2 separate regions of the Zea mays genome follow, and region 2 is linked to region 1. A link is a contact called in public Hi-C data. All regions are on one chromosome and are shown on one strand. Each heading gives the region's core, a stretch centred on a gene start, on an enhancer-like site or on the middle of the called end of the contact. The rest is flanking DNA. Distances are from core to core; before and after follow the strand shown.

What was found. Hi-C and Micro-C count contacts between places; a contact is called where the count stands out from the background.
Region 2: a contact with region 1 is called in a Hi-C map of ear, with 1.7 times the contacts expected there. The contact joins the enhancer-like site here to the promoter of LOC100274270 in region 1. A contact is called at or near these places in 2 of 25 Hi-C or Micro-C datasets (ear and an unstated tissue).

Annotation. Positions count from the first base shown.
Region 1 is chr5:195,083,232-195,091,100 of Zm-B73-REFERENCE-NAM-5.0, reverse strand. It overlaps LOC100274270 (50S ribosomal protein L19, chloroplastic-like), which reads left to right and starts at 4,575. Exons shown (of 4, transcript NM_001148634.1): 1 at 4,575-4,934; 2 at 5,225-5,311; 3 at 5,391-5,521; 4 at 6,775-7,293. The coding sequence starts at 4,620. The coding sequence ends at 6,883.
Region 2 is chr5:195,262,844-195,270,712 of Zm-B73-REFERENCE-NAM-5.0, reverse strand. No RefSeq gene overlaps it. Among protein-coding and RNA genes, the nearest start is that of LOC100191817, 18 kb to the right of the region's middle. Within about 2 kb of position 2,907, at least 20 of the 20 cell types and tissues checked have an H3K27ac peak or open chromatin away from gene starts, as enhancers often do. A contact at or near this core is called in ear, where this site is marked.

The sequences.
Region 1 (7,869 bases), core at 3,326-5,825:
CTGACACGTTTCACAAGGTCAATGATCTTGCGACACTCCGTGGCGCTGTGGCGACCGTTGGGGTGCACAGGGCATGAGCCGCTGTTACCCCTTTGTGGTCGTGGACGTTTATTGCGGTTGCCCCGGCCCCTGGTCGCGGCTGCAACGACCAGGGCGGTGGACTGCGGCTTCTGATAGTCGTGGTCCTTCTTCTTTTTCTTCTTACCGGCCCAGGGGACGGCACCCGAGCCACCCGATTGGGCAGCCCCGGTTTGTGGGGCCGAGTGCCATGCACGGCCCTCGGCGGCTCTGGCACATTTGTCGGCCAGAGCGAAGAGTGTGGGGACAGTTTCCATGTCGTGCGTGGCCAACTTCTCCAACATTTTCTCATCATGTACTCCCTGATGGAAGGCCGTGATGATGGAAGCATCGGAAATGCGAGGTATAGTACCTCGCACCTTGGTGAAGCGAGAGATGAACGTCCGAAGAGCCTCCCCGGGCTCCTGCCTCACCGCGTGGAGGTGGGCCTCCACACCGTGTTGCTGGTAAGCACTGGCGAAGTTCGCTACGAATCGCGCACAGAGCTCTTCCCAGGAGTAGATTGACCCTAGGGCGAGGTTCATGAGCCAAGTCCGGGCAGGACCAGACAAGGCGACATGAAAATATGTTGCCATCACAGCGGTGTTCCCACCAGCTGCTGTGATAGCGGTGACATACACCTGCAGGAACTCCGACGGATTTGACGTTCCGTCATACTTTTCCAGCAGGTGTGGCCGGAACTTGGGTGGCCATGATGTCACGCGGAGATGATCCGCGAGAGCGGCGCAGCCCACGCCGGCCAAGGGGACACCCGTTGGGGACCGAGTGCCCATTGGTGTCTGCGATGCCGCCGCGGCGAAGTCTTGATCGAGGTTGCGGCGCTCGCGCGCCCTCTCCAAAGAGACCCTGGCGTCCTCTCCCGCATGCCTGCGGTCAAGTTCTGCTCGAAGGTCGTTGGTCTGTGCGCCCCTCACTGAGGGTGAGCGCACAGATGCTGACGCCTCATGTTGGCGCCGGGATGACCGTGGCCTCGACCTGGTCGAGGTAGAGTGTGCCATGCCGAGCAGTTGGTCGACGTCGGCCCGCCATTACTTCATGGCCCTTGGTGAGGCTGTGGAGCTTGGAGGGTGTCACAGCAACTCCCTGGCTGCTGACAATGCTCCCGGAGTCGCCCTCGACGGAGTCCGGGATGTCTGTGCAGCCGTATGCTGCCGTGCGGCGTGCACAGTAGCAGTGCCCGGCACAGGGCAGTTGGGAACCAGTGGTGTGGAAGAAGCAGCTTCCTCCTCCACCTCGAAATCCATCGAAGTCTCGGCACGGTGCTCAACGATCCGCACCATCATGCTGAGCAAGGAAACAAGCAAAAACCTAAAGCCTACCCCCTACCTGGCGCGCCAAATGTCGGAGAGGAAATCTCCGGCCGGGTGGAGGAGTGCACCCGCCCTAAATCCTAAGATGAGGAGGGGCCTAAGCGTTTTGCTTGTTTTGTTGGAAAATGGGAAGAACACAAGAACACACAAGGGTTTAGAGTGGTTCGGGCCGCCGGAGCGTAATACCCTACTCCACTGTGTGATGTATTGCCTGAGAGTTTGAGTTGTCTTGAATCACTTGGGTATAGGTCTAAAGATTGAGCTTTGATTGTAACGTCGCATGCCTCCCCTTTTATAGTTGAAGGGGGCATGCACAAAGGTACTGAGCCCCGACATGTGGGCTCAGGGACATAATGGATATATCACTTGGAGTTACAAATGTTCGCCACTGGAGCAATCTTCTCGCGCCCTGACATCCGAGATTTGCGTATCCTCGGCGTGCAGGGGAAGCTTCTTGTATAAGGGATGGTGAGTACAGTGCGCCGCATGGCACGGGCGCACTGTTTGACCACAGACTGGACAGGCGTGCCGTCTGCAGGATGACCCTGACACCGTCTGCCAGCGGAGTGGACAGTACGCATTAAATGCTGAGAGGGCACATCGTCTGTCAGCATGGTGGCAGGCGGCGCGTCCTCTCCGCAATAAATGCAGAGACCGTGCGGCTTTAGAGGCCTTACGTTAGGCTCCACCATTGGCTTATGTCACGGGCCACAAGCCACGCGGCAGCAGCAGGTCTCCGCCTGAGCGGGGAGCGCAGGGCAAGGCCTGGACACGTGCCAGCACTGGACCCTTACTCATGCTGGGGTTCCCCCCGTCCCGAGACCTTGCTAAGGTCCGGACCTTACTCGGAGGAACCTGGGGGACCCGACATGGCTTCTTTGGTGTCCCGAACCGTAATCGAGGGTCCGGGTTGTGTGTACAGGGGTCCGGTGTCCCCCCGTGGAGGTCCGGACCCAATGATACATCCCGGGGTGTACCATCTTTCCTTGCCACATGATGCCCCTAGACCTGTCCACGTGGTGGGGTCGGGTGCCGTTCTCCGTGCGGCCAGGAGACGTCGCACGTGTACATCATCTTTATACTGTAGTAGGGGGTACCCTTGATTCAGGGTACCGACAGTGTTTTATCAGAGGAAATATCAAATTGAATAATGTATTATACAATTGGTGGTTTATAGAAAGAGGTCCGAACAAAAATGTGTACATTGAAAAAACACAAAGAACCAAACTGCATTAGCAATGTTGTGGAACCAACAATTTTACTACTATCCTTTCGAGTAGAGATTAAACTTGGCTTACTTGCACTTGCGAATTGCTTGGTATGCACGTTGATTTTGAAAACATTCAAGATCTAAGCCACCATGAATATCAATGACGTAGTAAGTTTAAGGCTGTGACAAAACAACATTTGAAAAAAATAACTACTCCCTCCGTTTCGTTTTAGTTGTCGCTGGATAGTGCAAAATTGAACTATCCAGCGACAACTAAAAAGAAACAGAGGGAGTATTACTCTATTACCATGTACTGCAACATGATTTCGTCATAGCCATTTGGACAAACACATGGTGTGTATAGTATGAGATGAGCCAAAAAACAAAACAGATATGGGGCAGACTAATACAGAGAGATTTCTGGGCACCTCTATCATCACAACAACAGTTTAAAACATATAGAAAATACAATCAAGTTTTCTGTCATAATCGAATAGAACAATGGAAGTGAATATTCAAGTGAGTAGCTTCCCATCAGCTTGGCTTAAGCCCAGCAAGCGTACGATTAGCGACCCGGTGAACTCACATGCTCAGCAAGGTTGTGGCTGTCGGTGGTCTGAACTCGTCTGACCCGCACATCACGTGAGCCAGCTTTCCGTCGTGGGTATCGTCGCCCCTTCGCTATCTTTCCCTTATTCACCGCCTTCCCCTTTGTCCACGGATTAGAACCAAGCTCCGGCGAGGTATAGCGAGGTCTGAAGGAGCGACTGGAGATGCAGAAAATATATGCGATGTAAAGGGCGATGCGACGGCCGTGGCACAACGCGAGCAGAGGAGAAAGTCGACCGACCCGGGCGAGAACACGAGGGTGATGCTCTCTTGGTACTTTGGTAGGCGGGTGCCATGCGAGACTAGAAGCTGGAGGTGGAGCAGGGCGAGGCTGTGTTGTTTACATCGTGGTGTGGCTGGTGTAGGCGCACAATGAAGTCACGCTGGCACGACGCGTGGCTAGATAGCAGCATGCATGGAGGCGGCGACGACGCGGAGCTGCGTCTAAGGCGGGGGTAGGGACGGGAGAAGGAAATAGCTCCTACTGATATGCGTCGTGACATCACTGCTTGGAGGCAAAGGAACGACAACAGGGAAGGGGCAGTAAGGGGAAGTGCATCACGAGCAAGGGTGCATTTTTTGTTGGGACGATGGAGGTGGGGAGCTCTTGCCAGCGTTCATTTGACGCGGCGAGGGGTGGGAGACCAATCACCTGATGTGGCTAGGGAAGACGACTTTGTCTAGAAGGCTCTAACGCTGTAACCGGAGGCTGACTCGTTCGACGTCAGATAAAGATCGTGTGGCTGGCAAGACAAGTGGTGACGTGGACGAACAGGATGCAGGCTTTGCTCCCACGTTTAATTTTTAGAAATATCTATTTATGGCTACTATTTTCTAGTACTAAAAAAGAACAAAGGTATCATCATCGTGGTCGTGACGGTATATGAGACTGAGTATCGTGACTAGCTCTTCTAGTTTATCTTCTATTTTAAATTTCACGTTGTAAACAATATTATCTATAGCACATAACAATGTTTTATATAGACGTATACATGATCTAGTGGACGCAATCTAACACGACCTTGTTAGTTTACACATGAATCAGAGTGGTTGAGAGGATTGAAAGAATTAAATATCTTTCTTTTCAATTTTGAGTAATAAAAAATTTAATCTTCTTCAAAAAAAAATTTAATCCACTCCTAACCACCGAAGCGTCATCATAATTTGAAATTGCAGCCAAATTCTTTCGTTCCAAAGGTCATTTCCCTCTTTCTCCGCAAAGGACCAACGGCTCCGATATCACTTCTGGATAGAAGTTTGGGGGCCCGCGTGCAGCGTCACAGCCTCCCACCCACAAAGAGATAGGAGGATAGCGTCTATCCCCAATCCTCCCGCCGCGGCGACGCCTTCCCCTCCCTCCTTCCTCCGTCCCATGCTCCGCCGCTGACACGTTGGCCCGACTTAACCTTACGATGGCCGCCGCCTCCGCCATCACCGCCGTCTCCGGCGTTGTGCTTCCCCAAACCTTCCTATCCCACCGGTCGCCGCCGCCGCAGGTCCTAGCCGTGGCCTCCTCATTCCACCGGCTCTCCTTGTGCGCTTCCCATCGCCGAATCACTCACATAATCCCCCGCGCTGATGCAAGTGCCGAAGCTGGAGAACCGGAGCCTGTCACTACTTCAGCTGAATCCGAAGAGGAGGTGGCCGAGGGGTCTGTCGCTGTGGCGGAGGCGGAGGAACCGACGCCGCCGAGCAAGCCGAAGGTTAAGTTCGGCGAAATAATTGGGGTGAGGATTTCTTGCACGGACTTATGATAAAGTTGATTAGCATCCAGTATTGGAGAACTGGTAATGTGAAAATATAGGCTGCGAATTATACTGTAAAAAGGTTAGGCTGTGAGGAAGCAGGTTATCGTCTTATCGAGGAGTAGCATCTCTTTGCACTCTTTTTATAATTCTACTTATCTGTGACTAATGCTTACGAGTAGCTTGTTTAGTTCTTGGCAGCATAGCCTCTAAGCAGCTGTCCATTAGAACTAGTAATGGACGAAGTAAATAGGGTTATTTTCGTGTTGTAGATTCTGAATAAGCAGTTCATTGAGGAGGCTGAGAAGGTGAAGACTGTACCGGATCTGAGGCCTGGCGATATCATTGAGCTTAGGATGGTAAAAATTCCCATGTTTAGTGTGATGCTTTGTCTATTCCTAATTGGCCAATAATTGATACCTGAAGCAAATCTTGCAGCAACGGCCCAACAAAAGGAGATTGTCGCTCTTTAAGGGCATAATCATCGCAAAGCACAAAGCTGGTGTTCACACCACAATCCGTGTCAGAAGGATCATTGCTGGTGTAGGAGTTGAGATTACCTTCCCAGTGTAAGTTGTTTGTGTGTTCACCTGTGCTGTGTAGATATTTGCTTAATATTTTGCAGTGACACTGTTAAAATATTAGCACTCAATTTTTTTTTATGTATGCATGGAAACAATTGACTGGATCTATGTCATTCTGTATATTAAAATAGATATGAGTCTACTGGAATACTGGTATATTAAAAATTTGGAGTGCAGCTATGCCATTCTTTATATATCTTGTGACTTTTGTGCTCTCATAATGGGATACACTTTGAATTGGGTTGATTGAATCTGATAAGTAAATACACAATGAAATAATGAACATGATATGTGGTATACCTTTGTATTATAGACCCAAATGGGTCTGACCGACCCTTCCCCTGACCCGCGCAAGCTGTACCACATGCACCGGGCTGCCCCCTTATGTGGTATACCTTAGCTTAAGCTGTCTATATAGTTGGTTCAGTTTGCAGTACCTACGAATGCATAGAGGAACTTCAAAATCTTTTGAAATTCTGATAGATTGTCATGCATTCTAGCTCAATATGCATCATCTCTCAGTATCATACCAGAAGATTTACAGAACCTTCTTGATGTCTGCCCCATTTTTCGTACATTTTGTATGCTCCCCTCTTTCTTAATGAAATGACACGCAGTTCTTCTGCGTGTTTGAGGAAAAAAAGATTTACGAAACCGGATAAATGTGGTACCTCTACCTGAACCATTCTTTGATCCTCTTCCTTCTTCCTTCTTTATAAGTTCATTAACATTCTGCTTCTTCTGGAACTATAATCATATGAGCGAAACTGAAGAGCTATCACATAGGATCAGAAGCATTCAAATATTTGCGGTGGCCTCTTGTCATGCTGAACAATTATCCCATACTCCCATTATACCATGACACTTTGTTTTGCTATACCTATGTGAACTTCAGTTTTTTTTTCAAAAGAAAATGCATTGAGATTAAGCACTATAATTGCAGAGTTTATTATTCCTTATTTTTTTTGTCAACTTGGCCATCAATTTACCCCTTTTGTGTGTATGCAAATGGACTTAGCTATCTATTATGTACTGTTATGTGTTATTCTATGTTTTCAGCAGATGGAAAATACCTTTTTTCCCAGTTATGTGGTTACCTGCAGTTCTGTTTTTCAGTAATGATTAACAATTTAATTAGATACGTTACGGTCACTTACCACGCATGCTAAATGCTTGAAACTTCAAACTCGGAATAATTGCAGCAAATTTGGTGACTGCACCTGCATATTTCATTGCAGGTACTCACCCAGGATCAAGGAAATCACGGTTATCAGGCACAAGAAAGTGAGGAGAGCAAAGTTGTACTACCTGAAAGACAAGCTTCCCCGCTTTTCAACATTCAAGTGAAATCAGATATGCTGACAGAACAACTTTTCCACCACCATCTCGATTTCTCTTAAACCTTTTTTTCACTTCCCTATCGATATCATCATATTTCACTGTAATCTCTGGGTATCAGATATGTAATATCTACAGCTTTATAGCATACTTGGCTTAGCGCAATGTTTTGTTTGTTGTCAGTGTACAAAATTCATACTAGCACCTTGTTATTATGAATTTGCAAATACAAGGTTATGTACTCTTGTGCGTCGAGTTTGTGATGAATGATTGTTAGGTCATTCTTAATTGGAGTTTCATACTCATTAAATATGGTGATACATCATCATGCTTGGTGATATGACAATGTAATTAAGAGTAGAGATATAGAGAGAGTTTGGTGTGAGATGATAGAGTTTCATGGGGATGAAACCCTGCATACATGATTATTTAGTTTAAATCTAATGTGACAGCATTGAAAATAGTGCATTAAAACTCATCACTGAGAATGACTTTAGGAGATGATTCCCTTTGATTGAGTTTGGACAGTAACCATTGAGTGTGTGTGTGTGTGTGCAATATGTCTCTTGGTTGTGTTTGTGTGCAGGTGTGGAACACAAAGTGGTCGACACCTGTATTAGCTTGTGTAGTTAAGTGGAACACAAAGTGGTCAATACCTCTTCAATTTAGCTTGTATAACTTTGCTAGTTGAGTAGTGCTAGTTTATTGCTAATGTTGCTTAGGCTTTGCATGTTTTGCTCACTAGTATGTATAGGAGCTTTCGATGTGTTTAGAGTACTAGTTGTACATGTTTGTGTGAACTTGCTAACTAGAATTGTTTAGATTACCTCTCATTATCTCATCATCTTAGCTGCTTGACTTAGGATCTTTTGTAAGGTATTTATGATAAATAGAGAGATGTAGTCTTGCTTAGACCATTTAGTCTAACTATTTGTTTATATTGGTTAACTGACATAATTAGTTTTAGAAAAGGCTATTTACCCTCCTCTATTTCT
Region 2 (7,869 bases), core at 1,658-4,157, 180 kb before region 1:
ACTTGTGTACCATCATTTCTAGGCTGTCGTCAAGGGCTGGCTAATGCAACAGCAGCACTACAATAATAATAATTAAAGAGCATGTCACCCTGCCGCCTCCGATCAATGATTAAAGAACGAAGCATAAAAGGGGGTCTACTAACTAAAGGTAAAGGCAAAGCAACCGGCTTTTCCAGATCATCATTATATATAATAATAATAATGTATCAGAACGTTTAAAGATTATATTTCAGCAAATTTAGGTAGGTATTGCATGCATGCATGGCAACCAACCACACCTACAGATACAATTAATCGTGTCTTTTCATTGTGATCGATCCCCATCCATCCATGCATCGATCGATCGCTCAACCACTGGTGTGTGGCGCGAAGCATCATCAGCGCTTAGCTAGATGCCAGTTGCATAGCACTGCACCGGCCGGTGTGGCCTTGCGTTGCGTGACCCAGGAGCTAGCGAGGCTGCGCTGTGCTGCCGGGCGTACGCGTGTGGCAGGGCAAACAGAGCAGCATGAGGCAGCAGCATCTCCGGTTGGCGTGGTGATTTGAGGCGCCAACGAATCGCTAATTGGACACTGACGGGATCGTCGGGAAATGGAAACATGCGTGAGAGCAAGCAACGACCGTCGTTGGGGCGTCCAAATTAGCTAGACGCAGTCTTTCGTGAACAACCCCCCCCCCCCCCCCCCCCCCCCCCCACCCCCCGCAGTAGTCTCTGATGGCCGACGTACTGGTCAAGGATGACAGCGATCTTGTGCACGTCTGAAGCAAGTCCAGCCACTTGGCGCCACCGCCAGCAGCTCGAATCTGTACGTGCAAATCTCATCGTACGTTCGATAAGACCCTTTCAGAACTTGAGTATAGTACTAGCTAGCGTTGTAGTACATTGGAGCTCATCGTAAACAGAACAAACAGGTGGTCTTGGCTAAAAGCTATAGGTGTGAAGGTGTCCAGTTCTGTAGGCACCAGAGGTTCAGTTCGCGCAGAAAAGGCAAGTATGGCTAATTGGCTACAGACAATGCGGTAGGTAGAGGTTATGTAGCTTTGAGAGATCGAGCAGAGACCAGACGTCCACCAAACGTTGTAGGCGCGTAGCATTGTACTACTGCAGATGAGAGAGGCGCCCGGCCATGCACTGATGCACATCTGAAGCTCCACAACACCATACAGGCAGAGGCAGGCAGAGGTGTGTCATCCGCAGATAATGGGCTATTGGTACGCCCACACACCGCCACACACGCACATAGTTTTCACAGAGATCCGATCGCCCTACCAACCACAACCAGGCGCATGCAGGCATGCAGCTGCCGTCCCTTCTCCCTTGGGCGGTCAGTCACTACTCGATCGCTGGCCGCTGCTGCAGCTCAGCTCGATCAGTACTGGAAATTATATATATAAATATATGCAGCTGACAGCGACTCGCAAACCAACTGGATCATACAGATCCTGGCCCATGACCACGAGGCCTACTGCACCAACCACAGCCTGGACGACGACCCCTCCCTCCCTCGATCAATATCACGGTCTCGAGTCCGGGCAGTACAATGATTATTATGAGCCGCGCATTAGTGGCCTGGCTCTGGCTCTGGCTACCTAGCTGCACTGCACCTCCTCCACCAGGCACGAACCATTGCATTGCATGCTCAAAGGAAAAGGAAAAGAAAAAAAAAACGAGGCACGACGAGCGAGCCGGCCGGCCGATCGGTCGGTCGGTCGAAAAACACTACTAGCATTTGATTTATCCCAGTGACGTGAGACAGTAGCGTGGCGAGAGTGATGACAAGGTTGGGTGGGTGGGGTGCATTGCAAGGGAAGCAAAGCAAAGCGACCATCCATCCGTCACCGCCTTTTCGATCCTTCCCGGCCCCCCTAGTCTTCGTCTTCCTCCGATCCTCTCAACCACCGCTACTGTTGCGTTGCGTGCGTGGCCATTATTCACCGCACAGCACAGCACAGCTCAGCTGGCTGGGTTAGGTTTACTACGACGGACGTACGTGCGCGCAGGAGGTGCGGTGAGACCAGACGAACGAGTACGACGACGCGTTTCTGTACTGCAACTGCAAAGACACAAGAGAAAGAGGAGAGGGTGGTGCATGGAAAGCTTTCTCCGGCCGCCGGCTCCTTTTCCGTAGCGTTATGGAACTTGGCGGCCGGAAAACTGGAGTCCGTCCGGGCAATAGTTACTTTTCTCGCCTACTACTGACTGACCGAACGGCTGAATCAAAAGCCGCCTCTCGATCTGTACGTTCTTGCACGGCGAGGCAACAGATGTCGCTGGCCGGCCCGACCTGTGCAGATGGTACAGCGATGTTATGCTGGGTGCACGCGGCGGGGGCTGTGCCGGCCCGAGCAGACTTTCCGTGACCGTGATCGAAGCGTTTGAGATGAGTGGGAAGGGCTACCTCCTAAGGCCTAGTTTGGGTACTCTAATATTGACCCCAATCCACTTGTATTGAGGTGGATTGGAGTGTAACTTAAACTAATTTACACCTCAATCCACCTCAACACATGTGGATTAGGGTCAATATTAGAGTACCCAAACTAGGCCTAAACCTAGCTAGCACCAGACACCAACCAGATCGAGTGAAATCAGCGTTTTGGACTTTTCGTAATGGTCGATGAACACGGCGTGCATACGTAGAGTTTCCACTCCATCCGTCCACAAAAAGGTAAACGAATTTTAACCAGATAAATAAAAAAACATATAAACGCTATTTTAGTTCTTTCGGACGGAAGGACTGTGTAAAATATAACTCCGAGCGAGGAGAGGAAAAAGAATAGCAAATTCAAAGACACGTGAGACGACATTGATCTCCGGTGGAAAAAAAGATCGGAGCCCAGAAGCCCAAAACAGACACGGCCCAAACAAAGGACCGAGATCGCTAATTTCAGCGTTGCGTGCGTCGGTCCAGGTACGTCTTCTCCGTCGCCTCCAGTACTGCCTACTGCCTACTGGGCTACTAGTCGGCTGTGAAAGCGTTTCCAATAGTTCAATTAGGAGAAATATAGACCGCCAACTATTGGATACTGTGCAGAACGTGTTAGAAAAATAGACAATATCCGTTTTAATTTAATACACAAAATCAGTATCATGTATTTGACTACGTGTGTGTGCATGTGTATATGACTACTCGCATAAGCAGTAAACAACAGTAAAACACGCACAATTACGAAGAACAGAATGTACCCTGTGAAGGGACCGATGCTCGAGATATCATTGGCTCCATTCACATGAGACATCTCGTGTGTATGTTCGATGTAGTCGTACGCAGTCGATGCAGACAGATATACGCAGTGGAGTCACCCGAACGGCGCCGACAACGAAGAACCGGATCAACGATGGTCGAGCGGACGGAGCGAGCAGTCGCGAGTACGCTCCCCAAAAACCCGATCGCCCACACACCCGTGCAAATGTAGCTCTGCGGACGGCGATTTCGGAGGCCTGCTCTCACACTCTCTCTGTGCTCTCAGAATGTGGGACGGGAATGGGCTGGGTGCAACACGTTTGAGAGACTGTTCGCGTGTAACCAGAAGAGCGTCCACCTCTACCGTATTTGTACACGCGCAGAGGGAGGGAAACGGACAATAACGGTCGCCGTAAGAACCAGAAACTGACCGCCATTACAGCCAGCCAGAAACCGACGTGCCATAAGAGTCGTCCGTTACTAGCCATAAGATATGAAAGGGACGGTCATTACTCCATGCAAAATATACGGCCGTTAGGAAGGAATATTCGGACCAAGGTCCGATTTACCACGAGCCACGACCCGAACCTAAATTGCGCTTCTTGTTAATTGGCACATTCACTTTAGCCAAACAACCCCAGGTGTTCAAATAGAAGATATTTAATTTCTTCTTTTCCCATTTCTCGAATGAGGTGATTTCTTTGTTTTTTGTGGGAACTTTATTCAGGATATGACATGCCGTCAAGATCACCTCACCCCACCATTCCATAGATAGTCCTGAAGTTTCTAACATGGCGTTAACCAAATCAGTTAGAGTACGATTCTTTATTTTAGCAACCCCATTGGATTGTGGTGAGTATGGCTGTGTCCCCTCATGAATAATACCATGTTCCACACTAAAACAGAAAAAATCACCCGAAAAATATTCTCGACCACGATCAGACCTCAACCGTTTAATCTTCCTCTCTAGTTGATTTTCAACTTCAGTTTTGTAGGTCTTAAAATAATGCAAAGCTTTGTCTTTTGATTTTAAGAGATACACATAACAAAATCTAGTACAACCATCGATAAAAGTAATAAAATATCATTTGCCTCCTTTAGTCAATATTCCATTCATCTCAGACAAATTGGAATGTATTAAGTCTAGTGGTGCCAAGTTCCTCGCTTCCGCAGCCTTATGAGGCTTGCGAGGTTGCTTAGATTGCACGCACACCTCACACTTAAAACCTTTGACTAAATCAAATTTCGGGATTAAATTTAAATTTGCTAACCGCGAGACACAACCAAAATTGTTGTGACAAACTCGTGAGTGCCAAATATACGACTCAACCGAAATAACATTGTTCACAGACTTATTACACGCATAATGCAAAGATAAGCGGAACAAGCCTCCACTATCATAGCCTTTTCTAACAAATGTTTCATACTTTGACAGTATACATTTATTAGACTCGAACACAAGTTTATAGCCATCTCGACATAAAAGTGAGCCACTAAAAAGAATCTTTTCGATAGAGGTGACATGGTGCGCATTCTTCATTTTATTATTATGTGACGCATTGTAGTCCTTCTTTTATACCATATTGACACTAGAGGGGGGTGAATAAGCGAAACCTGAAATTTATAAACTTTAAAACATGTGTGTATGACTACTCGCATAAGCAGTAAAAACAACAGTAAAACATGTACAATTACGAAGAACAGAATGTACCCTGCGGAGTGACCGATGCTCAAGGCATCAACGACTCCATTCACAATAGACATCTCGTGTGTATGTTCGATGTAGTCGTACGTAGTCGATGCAGGCAAATGTACGAAGTGCAGTCCCTTGAACGGCGCCGACAACGAAGAACCGATCAGCGTTGGTCGAGCGAACAGAGCGAGCAGTCACGAGTACGCTTCCAAAAACCTGATCGCTAGCACATCCGTGCAAGTGTAGCTCTGCGAACGGCGATTTTGGAGGCCTGCTCTCCCACTCTCTCTGTGCTCGCAGAAGGTGGGACAGGAATTGGCTGAGTGCAACACGTTTGAGAGACTGTTCGCGTGTAACCATAAGAGCGTCCAACTCCACCGTATTTGTACATGCGCAGAGGAAAAGGGAACAGACAATAACGATCACTATAAGAACCAGAAACTGACAGCCATTACAGCCAGGCAGAACCGACGTGCCATATGAGTCGTCCGTTACTAGCCATAAGACAGAAAATGGACGGTCATTACTGAGAGCACCTAGAGGGGGGGGGGTGAATAGGTGATCCTGTGAAACTTAAACTTATAGCCACAAAAACTTGTTAAGTGTTAGCACAATAAATGCCAAGTGGCTAGAAAGGAGTCTCAACAAAACACAATACCACAAGAGATCAATCACAGAGACGACACAGTGGTTTATCCCGTGGTTCGGCCAAGACCAACGCTTGCCTACTCCACGTTGTGGCGTCCCAACGGACGAGGGTTGCAATCAACCCCTCTCAAGCGGTCCAAAGACCCACTTGAATACCACGGTGTTTTGCTTGCTTTTTCTCAATCCCGTTTGCGAGGAATCTCCACAACTTGGAGCCTCTCGCCCTTACAATTGAAGTTCACAAAGAACACAGAGCAAAGGGAGAATGAGCAACGCACACAAGACTTCAAAAGATCAGAGCAACAACACGCACACAAGTCGCAACAAGAGCTCGCAACACAACTCAAAGAGTTCGCAACTCAACAAGAGCTCTAGATGCTATCACAATGAAACGAATGCGTGAGATCGATGTCTTGGTGCTTAGGAATGTTGTAGGAATGCTTGGTGTACTCCTCCATGCGCCTAGGGGTCCCTTTTATAGCCCCAAGGCAGCTAGGAGCCGTTGAGAACAAATCTGGAAGGCCATCCTTGCCTTCTGTCATCGGGCGCACCGGACAGTCCGGTGCACACCGGACAGTGTCCGGTGCCCGATTCCTTTCCTTAAATGGCGAAGCCGACCGTTGCAGATCTGGGAGCCGTTGGCGCATCGGACATGTCCGGTGCACACCGGACAGTCCGGTGCCCCCTTCCGACCGTTGGCTTGGCCACGTGTCGCGCGCAGAATCCGCGGCGGACCGTTGGCCCGGCCGACCGTTGGCTCACCGGACAGTCCGGTGCACACCGGACAGTCCGGTGAATTTTAGCCGTACGCCGACAGCAAATTCCCGAGAGCGGCCTCTTCGGCCGAGGCAGCCTGGCGCACCGGACACTGTCCGGTGCACCACCGGACAGTCCGGTGCTCCAGACCGAACAGCCTCTTGGCTGAACACAGCCAACTCTCCTCTTTTCTTCTTCTTCCTGTTTCTGATACTTAGACAAGTATATTAGTACATAAAACCAATGTACTAAGACTTAGAAACATACCTTAGCACTTGATTTGCACTTTGTTCATCCATGGGCATAGATTCACATTTAAGTACTTGTGTTGGCACTCAATCACCAAAATACTTAGAAATGGGCCAAAGGCACATTTCCCTTTCAATCTCCCCCTTTTTGGTGATTTTTGCCAACACAACATAAAGCAACTAGAACAAGTGCAATATCACTTCAAATAAAACTCGAATTTATTTTGATTCAATTTTGGCATATATGGATCATCCTTTGCCACCACTTGGTTTGTTTTTGCAAATCAAACTCAAATCTCTATCTCTAAGTCAAACACACATGTTGAAGCATAAAGAGAGTCATTCCAAAAGAGATTGATTAAAGATTTCAAAAACTCCCCCTTTTTTTCATAATCAACACTTCTCCCCACAAGAAGCCAACTTTTGACAAGAGAGACAACCAAAAGAGATTTGACAAACCAAAAGCTCTATTCTACTGTTTTCAAAATCTCTCAAGTGGTAGCTGATCCATTTATCACTTTGGCCTTTATTTTCCCCCCCTTTGGCATCAAGCACCAAAACGGGATCAATCTTGGCCCTTTAATCCCATTGCCTCACCAAAATCTTCAATTAAGAGTACAAAGGCAATAAGATCATAGAGATGAACTTGGAATAAGTTACCCTCTCATCGGAGTGCAGTGGAAGTCTTGCATGGTCCAAGTTCACCTTTCCCTTTCATTCCGCCTTCGAGACTAAATCAAGCAGACTCAAGCAAATGGTTAGTCTCAAAGGGTCAAGTTGTAACACATCCCCCCCTAAATATGTGCATCACTTTGCAACGGACTTGTGAGGTCCAGGGAGTGTTTGTACAACTTGAGCACCAATATTAAGCAACAAAATGCATAAGGAATATGATCAAAGGCATAAACACATGTATGCTACAAATCAATCCAAGTTCCGCGAATCTAAGACATTTAGCTCACTACGCAACCTGCAAAAGGTCTTCTCATCTAGAGGCTTGGTAAAGATATCGGCTAGCTGGTTCTCGGTGCTAACATGAAACACTTCGATATCTCCCTTTTGCTGGTGGTCTCTCAAAAAGTGATGCCGGATGTCTATGTGCTTTGTGCGGCTGTGTTCAACAGGATTTTCCGCCATGCGGATAGCACTCTCATTATCACATAGGAGTGGGACTTTGCTCAGATTGTAGCCAAAGTCCCGGAGGGTTTGCCTCATCCAAAGTAGTTGCGCGCAACACTGTCCTGCGGCAACATACTCGGCCTCAGCGGTGGATAGGGCAACAGAGGTTTGTTTCTTAGAGTTCCACGACACCAGGGACCTTCCTAAGAATTGGCACGTCCCT